2 separate regions of the Drosophila melanogaster genome follow, and region 1 is linked to region 2. A link is a contact called in public Hi-C data. All regions are on one chromosome and are shown on one strand. Each heading gives the region's core, a stretch centred on a gene start, on an enhancer-like site or on the middle of the called end of the contact. The rest is flanking DNA. Distances are from core to core; before and after follow the strand shown.

Region 1 (3,957 bases), core at 274-2,773, 91 kb before region 2:
AACTGCGGTGGGCCACTACCAGACCTATGCCGAAATCAAGAGCCTCTGGTTGAAGGGTCATTTCTCCCAAGCTTGTAACCCCACCTCGCGGTCGATGCAACCGCCTCGTCGTATTTCTATCACCAACGAGTTCCCGGATGATCAACCGAAGCCAGCTCCCAAACGCCGCTACTCGCTTGTCCGCCGCAACTCGATTAACCTCCCAATTGGGTCCAATTTTGCTATGCCCGTGCTGATGGAGGAGGAGAAGGAGGAGGATGAAGTGAAGGATCTAAATGAGAACAGCGGCTCCACCAAGCCAGCTACATCGACCTCGAAAGGCGCAATCCCGAAGCAGCCCAAGAAGTTCGCCTTAACCTTCTAGAAATGCTGTGACTAATAAATCTACCTAACTGGGCGCAACGACTATTATAACTTGGTCGGGATCGGGCTTAGGGATTCATTGACGCAGTGGGGCAACTTATGTCGCAATTGTCATGTCATTTTTAATAAGGGTTTCACTGCTCGCTTGCTTCGATTGCAGAAATTTCAAATCAACGCAATTTTAGCGCTTCATAGTGTGGCACGAAAGTATGGTGTAGCTTTTACAGGGTTCTGTACCACGCTTCACGGTTTGCTCCATTCTTGATGGGCATTTAAAGCTTACGTTGTTTAAACTAGTTTTCTGTGCTTAGCTTAGTTAAGACTATACCATGAATAAAACAATTGAGGCATTAAAGCCCGCAGAGGTTGCCTTCACTGGTTGAACACGCGCTGAGGATTTCACCAAAGCTTTCAGAATTGATATTACCCCCACATTGGTCTATAGCTATTCAATTAGTTAAGACTTTTGTATGAATGAAGGCAAGGTTTGCCTTGTTGTTACATTTTGAATTTCTATTTTTAAGAAAGCCAATTCAAAACAAGAAAGCCCGTTACTTAGCTAGTGTGAATGCGATTGCGAAATTTAATCATTTTTCTGGGATAGATATTGGGTAATAAAATCAGGAAAAATTTGAAAATTGTTCCAAAGTGTGGGCGTGACCGATTTGGCAGCTTTAGGGCGTTATAGTGGGCGTAGCAAAAAGTTTTTTGGCAAATCAATAGAAATTTTTAAGAAAATGAAAATTTTCGATAATTGGTTCAAAATTAGAGTGGACGTGGCAAGTAAAGTCAACAAACTTGTGCTGCGTCCTTGTCTCTAGAATTTGTATGCTGAATCTCAACCTTTTAGCTTGAGATCTCAACTGTTCGCGATTCGCTGGCAAAGGCGTTCGTTCAATTGGTTAGAGAAGAGTCCCTGATGAATTACAATACAAAGTGACAAAGCCTTGAAAACACGAAACAATATAAACGATATGAAATGATCTTAAAATCTTGAACTTCTGACTAGGAAACAATAAGAAGCACATCTCTAATAATCTATCAAGTAGGGTTGCCACCCTATCGATAACAGTGGAGCCATTAGTAAAGGGCAAATTTAAATTCTAAGAACTCTGCTCCAGAAACTTCAACGTGATAGTCAACTTGTTTTTCTGAGCCAAAAGGATAGGTCATTACGATTGAGGACGACGACCAGTGAGTTCTATACTATATAGCTCTATATTCGACTAATTGTTTTTGTTCGTTACTTAAATAATCAAGACTGCGCTAAGTCATAATTAAGCCAAAGATGGAAAAGAATCTACCGGCATCCATTTCGGTATGTTCAAGAGTGTAATATTGGTATTTCGCGTTTTGCCTATAATTGTATTCCCTTGAAGAAGAACAAGAGATTCGAATCGACGATGATGAGTTCTCCCGTGCCAAGTTTTGCCAAGTCCAATGGGATGAAAAAGAAGACTACGACCTTTTCACGATTCATCCGCACCGATCGTGCCGCAGGGGGCTTGACCAATGGGGTGAAAAAGAAGACTGTATCCGTTTCGCGATTCAGCCGCGTCCATCGTGTCGCAGAGGACCTGACCCGTGAATTGGCCGGCATGTCGTTGAAAAAACAGGCTGTGCAACCGCGTCGTCGTTATTCTTTCACCAATGAGTTCCCGGATGATCCACCAAAGCCAGCTCCCAACCGTCGCTGCTCGCTTGTCCGCCGCAACTCAATTAACCTCCCAATTGAGTCCAATTTTGATATGTCCGTGCTGATGGATGATGATGATGAGGAGGAGGAGGATGATGAGATGATGATGGCGAAGGAGGAGGATGATGAGATGATGATGGCGAAGGAGGAGGAGGATGAAGTACAGGATCTAAATATGACCAGTGGCTCCATCAACCCAGCTACATCGACCTCGAAAGGCGCCATCCCGAAGCCGCCCAAAAATTTCGGCTTTACCTTCTAGAAATGCAAGGACTAATAAATCAAGCTAGCTGAGCGCTACGACTATTATAACTATTCATTGACTCATTGGGGCGACTTATGCAATTGGGTATATGGTTATCTACAACTCGGATCGGCTCGTATGACTCATGATCACGTAGAGGTGCTTCTGTTCAGGTTGAACCAATATCGGAAAATGCGGTCTTATAGCACGAACCTCGAACATGACGCAATTATCCACATGGATGGCTGTTTGCAATTAATTTATCTATTGGCTTTATATTCTGTGAAATTGTCATGTAATTTTTAATAAGGGTTTCACTGCTCGCTTGTTTCGATTACAAAAATTTCCAATCAACGCAATTTTAGGGCCTCATAGTCTGGCACAAAAGTATGGTGTAGCTTTTAGCAAGGTTCCGCACCAGGGTTGAGTATTTGCTTCTTTCTTAATGGGCATTTAAAGCTCACGTTGTTTAAACTAGTTTGTTGTGCTTAGCTTAGTTAGGTCTATACCATGAATAGAATAAAAAAAAACAAGAAAAACAAAAGACGCGTATACTAGATTCGTTGATAAGTATGTAACAGGCAGAAGGAAGTATTTCCGACTATATAAAGTATATATATTCTTGATCAGGATCAATAGCCGAGTCGATCTAGCCATGTCTGTCTGTCCCTATAAACGTAGAGATCTTAAAAACTATAAAAGCTAGAAGGTTAAGATTCAGCATACAAATTCTAGAGGCTAGTTTGTTGACCTATGTTGCCACGCCCTCTCTAATGCCTACAAACTGCACAAAACTGCCACGCCCACTCTAACGCCCTAAAGCCGCCAAACCGGTCACGCCCACACCTTCGAAAACTTTTTAATTTGTTTCTCATTTTATTCCCCAGAATCTATTGATTGAAATTGATTGAATGAAATTTCGCGTTTTAACTACAATTTTTAAAACTAGAGGTGTAACTATTATATTATTATAACTATTATGTTATATAATATATTATATAATATATATATATAATATTATATTATATTATTATAACTATTATATGGTAATTTTACCGATCACACGTTGTCATTATCTTATTATCTTATTACCGCCCACTGTTGAAACAGCATTCGGTTTTGGTCAGGACACGGATTAGCCAGGTTCTCAATATAGTCTGCAAACAAATGGCTTATTAAAATCGGAGGACTAGTCCTAATGCCTAGCCAAAGATAGTAACTAATAGTAATAGTACGAGTAGTACAAAATAAAGTCGAATATTATGCAGACATATCCAGCGAGTTGATCGCTCCTATCGTTTTTACGCCTTGAGAGCATTCTTTTTGTGCTCCATAATTGAGTTTAAGAAAGCCTCGCCCATTGGATCCACGTTCCCATGTCCTGGACAGTTGCTTGGACCGGGATTGCATTGTCTGCGGTGATTGACGGGCGTTTGATGGCAGCCGGACTTGTTTGGCGAGTGACATTTGTTTAACGGAATTAACGGGTGTGTGCGAAGAGCTTATCTGCATGCTGAATTGGAATGAAAGGGCTCTGAATCACAGCCACCACCACCGTCGGATGGACGGATGGTGGCCATGTGCGTGTGGACCTACACATCCATCGAAATGGATTTAAAGAAACGGAAATTTGAGGCAATGTACGATGTCCGAC
Region 2 (4,034 bases), core at 1,302-3,801:
ACAAAATGTGGGCTTACCATATCACCACCATATCATTACCATGGGCGCAAATGAAGCCATTTCGCCATTCAGCTCGAACTCCTCTCAGCAGCGAAGAGGCGGATGGGAGTAGATGATCGTGCTCCACTGCGGTGTTGTGTGCAGACCCAACTTAATCCTTTTGTGAACAAACATACGCTCTTTAGCCTCTGCTGACCGAACCGGTCCCCGATCCCGTCCTGGTCTTGAATCTGGTCCGGATTCCGAGGCAAAACTGGTCCTGTCTCCGTTTCTGTTTGTGACTCGCGCGGCAGAGGTGACGCGGGGCGGATAGTGAGGGGCGTTGCAAAAAGTGTGGCAAGCGGAAATCAAATGAAAAACTCGTGCGTCGCCCCAAAAATGGCACACACAAATAGTATAAAACAAAATAAAATAAACTTTTCCGAACGCATTTCTATTGTCAGCGGCACAGTCTCAGTCTTCGCCGTAGTTGTAGAATGGGCTTTCGCTGGGCGTATGGGGCGTATGGGCTCCTCGCTGAATGGCGAAAACTTTCCTGGTGTGCGGGTGCCCTGCCCGGCTTTTGTTTGTTGTTCTCGGTTCCCAGTACCCAGATTCCAGCTCCCAGTACTCAGTTGCCGGTTTGCAGTTACCAGTTTTCTCGGCAAGAGCGTTTGTTTTCTTTTCCTTTCCCTTTATTACGTATTTTATTTTTTAGCTGTGGCAGTGGCAGAACCAGAACCGTTCACTTCATTTGCCTACACGGCCGGGCCAAGAAGCACTTTGCATGGCTGGGAAGGCAGGGGGGATGGCGTTACTGCGGCTGTTCCTGGCACAGCCCAAAAGGATCAGGGAGGCGGAGGAGCAGCAGCAGGAGCTGCAGGGGTAGCAGGGGTAGCAGGGGCAGCAGCACCACCACTGGCGAAAGGACAAACTTTTGTCGCTTGGTAATGATGGCATTTTGGCATTGCCGTTGTTATTGTTGTTTTAAAGTTTCGTGCACACAAGTTTAAACAAAGCAGCCGCCAGTCCCATAAACAGTCGACAGGCGTTGTGTTCATGGGTCAAGTCAAGCAACAGTCATCCAAGCGGAGGTCGTGGCAGGGAAGGAAGGGCATCCTCGCCAGCAGCAGCAGCTGCAATCGCATCAAGTATACGCCCCATTGCGGCTAAAAGTAAAGAATCGCATCGAGCAATAGAATGTTATAGTGCCCAATGAGGCCTGCGCCATGACTGGCCACGGATTGTGTCTCTGCGTCCCGTCTTGGCACTGGAGCCCTGTTATCACTTAATTGAAAACATAAAACCGGTGGTCATTAGTGCAGGACGCCCTGCTAATCGGCTTTCGCCCCAGCACAATACATGCTACACAGTACATAACTTTTGCTTGTCCCCATGCGAATGGCGAATAATTTGCCACACAAACGTTCAAATTAACCGACGCCTCGGTCAGAAGTTCCTTGTAGTTTCCGATCTTATCGACGCCACCACGCGGCACACGAGCTGCACGCTCCACTGAACTCCGGCTCCGTGATTTCGGGGACTTTGGTGTGTCAACTAGCGCGCTGGACCAGCGATAAGGGTCATAAGCAATGCTTATGGGGTTAGCTAGATAACACATAATTGTGTCCAATGTTACGGCAAACTTTGCAGTTGCAAAACAGCATGACCAGCGGGTCAGCGGATGGGCTTTGAGCTCCTGCTCCAGCTCCAGCTCCAGCTGCAACTGCTAGCTTCTGCACCATCATTGCCCCCCTTCAATGGACGGATCATCTGCTGACAACTTGACTCATTTATGAGATGAGATTGGTTGAGATGAGATGGGAGGCAATGGAGTGGAATGATGGGAGCGTAATGACGTGACTGCCGGATCGCCGTCAAGTCTTAAAACGCGTTTAATTTGTTTCCCAAGAATTCGCACAAAGCGCGCCAACTTGTTTTGCCTCCGCTCTTCTGGACCCCCAGACTGTCACAACTTGACGGAGGACGGCACTCCGGAAAACCCTTCCTCGCCAACAATACTCCTTGGAAGGAGTACTCAACCCCATCCCCATGCCCATTTTTATGAACTCTTTGGCGTGGCCTGGGCGCGTTATCTCCGATTGCGAGTCAAGTTCGCTGGCACGCTTAATTACCGACGGCGAGGACCCAGTCTCCTGGCCATCCATCCCCTGGATAACCGACAGTCGAAAAATATGCTGTGACGTCATTTGGCTTCAATTAAAATAGCTGAGGATTGCATGAGGATTTTTAATTAAAATTTACTTTGTAAATTATACGTTCAGAGGGATCTAACCAGTGCGTGCTCCCACATCCCATTCACTCTTTACGTCTGACTGTTTATCGTTAGCCGTGTTTCCCCCAACGCCCCCCGTAAGACGTTTGCCATTTTAGGCAGAACCAAGGAGAAATATCGAATACTGGAGTGCCGCCTTACACTGTCCATATGTACTGCATATGAGTATTAGAGCTGGCAAGTGAAACTCCTCGATTTATACATATATGCTATTTATGGACGTGCTTTGGAGTCCCGAATGGAGTAGTCAGACACTAGGAGCACTCACAACCCATCGGGAGGAGCTCGGCACTGGACTCGGTGCCATAACAATTAATGGACTCTGAGGCACGAACACGGAAATAGAGAAACACAGAAGCACAGTGCCACATACATACATACATACATAGATATGTACATATGTACATGCAGATGTTTCAAAGTTGTCCTATGCCGGGCATAAATTGCTTCTGCCATGGCATACCATTATGGTCGGTGCTGTCGTCGATGCATTTGCTGCTTTGCTTTTGTTTTGGCTGTCGACGCTTATTTGTCCATTGAATTTACAGGCGAAAATATCTGTTTATTTGCGCATGTTGAATATAAATAAATAATTGCCAGTCGCCGATACAATTTATGCATATTTCGGTATAATAATTTTATTGCAAATTAAATCGTCGGCCAATTGCAGCAATTAATGGCTAACTAGTCGGCGTTGCTAACTTTTGGCGGAGGATGGAGAGGATAGAGGACATAGAGACCAAGCACGCACAGCTCACTCTTCGGATCGAAGTCCTGGAATTCCTGGAAATCCAGGAGATCCTGGGGCCATCTACTTGACTTTCCTAACCCAAGACCAACAGCTCGTTGTATCAATTGACAGCAAATAAAATTGTCAGTTGGCTGGCAAACATGGCAAACAGGCGGGCGAATAAACATGGGCCATGCGAGCAGAGCATTTAAGTGTCCAATTTTTAGGAACCACAAACATGACAGCACGGGAAAGACAAACAGCACGAAAACAGCAACAGAAACAGAAGCACCAATGCCAATCGAACCAATGCCCCAACGTCCTGGCAATCTAAGCCGCACAGCTCGCAAACACGCAAACACAACTGAAAGAACGAGCTTGACAGCACGCCGAAGGAATATAATAATGATGATGGGTGGAGGGCAGGAGTGGGGGTTCCAATCCGCCCATCGACCCATTCACCCATTCACCCAACCCAATCGAAACGGCAAAAGGTCGCCGCCCATCGACAGACAGCCACTTACGTGGGTTAGATCACGCCGTGGAAGAGCTGGGGGTATGGAACCCGGCACCCGGCACCCGGCACCCGACACCCGACACCCGGCATCCGGAATCCGGAATCGGGACCACTGTGTGCGTATAGTGAAACGTATGAGCACATTATCTACGTGTTTACATCCCAATTTGATTCCCCGATGATTGCCCTTTGCCCTCCGCCTCTTTGTTTTGCCCTGAAAGATTTGTTGGCAATTTCTTTAGCGTCCACAGCTCAATACGCCGGAGTTGGCGGCAAAGTCGGGTACGGAGATGGCGACGGAGAAGGAGAAGGAGACGGAGACGGATGCGAGGACCGGAGTTGGAGTGGTGTTGGGTCTGGCTGCTTTTCGATTTCCGTTAAACATCTCAATGCTTCCTGCCCGCTGCTTAGTCACTTGCAGTCTTGGTAGTCTCAGGAACAGGCATCTGGTTGCTCCGCTCCACTTTTTCCACATTGTACATCAGTTACTCAGTGCTCACTGCCCCGTCCAT

Evidence for each region. A called contact is a pair of places that touch in the nucleus more often than the background predicts.
Region 1: a contact with region 2 is called in a Hi-C map of the Kc167 cell line, with 2.2 times the contacts expected there. The contact joins the promoter of CG14810 here to the enhancer-like site in region 2. A contact is called at or near these places in 16 of 107 Hi-C or Micro-C datasets (the Kc167 cell line, the OSC cell line, the S2 cell line and 4 more).

The regions. Positions count from the first base shown.
Region 1 is chrX:1,817,907-1,821,863 of dm6, reverse strand. It overlaps CG14810, which reads left to right and starts at 1,523. Exons shown (of 3, transcript NM_130585.2): 1 at 1,523-1,557; 2 at 1,624-1,681; 3 at 1,743-2,369. The coding sequence starts at 1,652. The coding sequence ends at 2,321. The region is part of intron 2 of prage (prage,); the gene reads right to left. It overlaps CG14811, which reads left to right. Exons shown (of 2, transcript NM_130586.2): 2 at 1-395. The coding sequence ends at 364.
Region 2 is chrX:1,727,553-1,731,586 of dm6, reverse strand. No RefSeq gene overlaps it. Among named protein-coding and RNA genes, the nearest start is that of CG3795, 19 kb to the right of the region's middle. Within about 2 kb of position 2,551, at least 4 of the 39 cell types and tissues checked have an H3K27ac peak or open chromatin away from gene starts, as enhancers often do. A contact at or near this core is called in the Kc167 cell line, where this site is marked.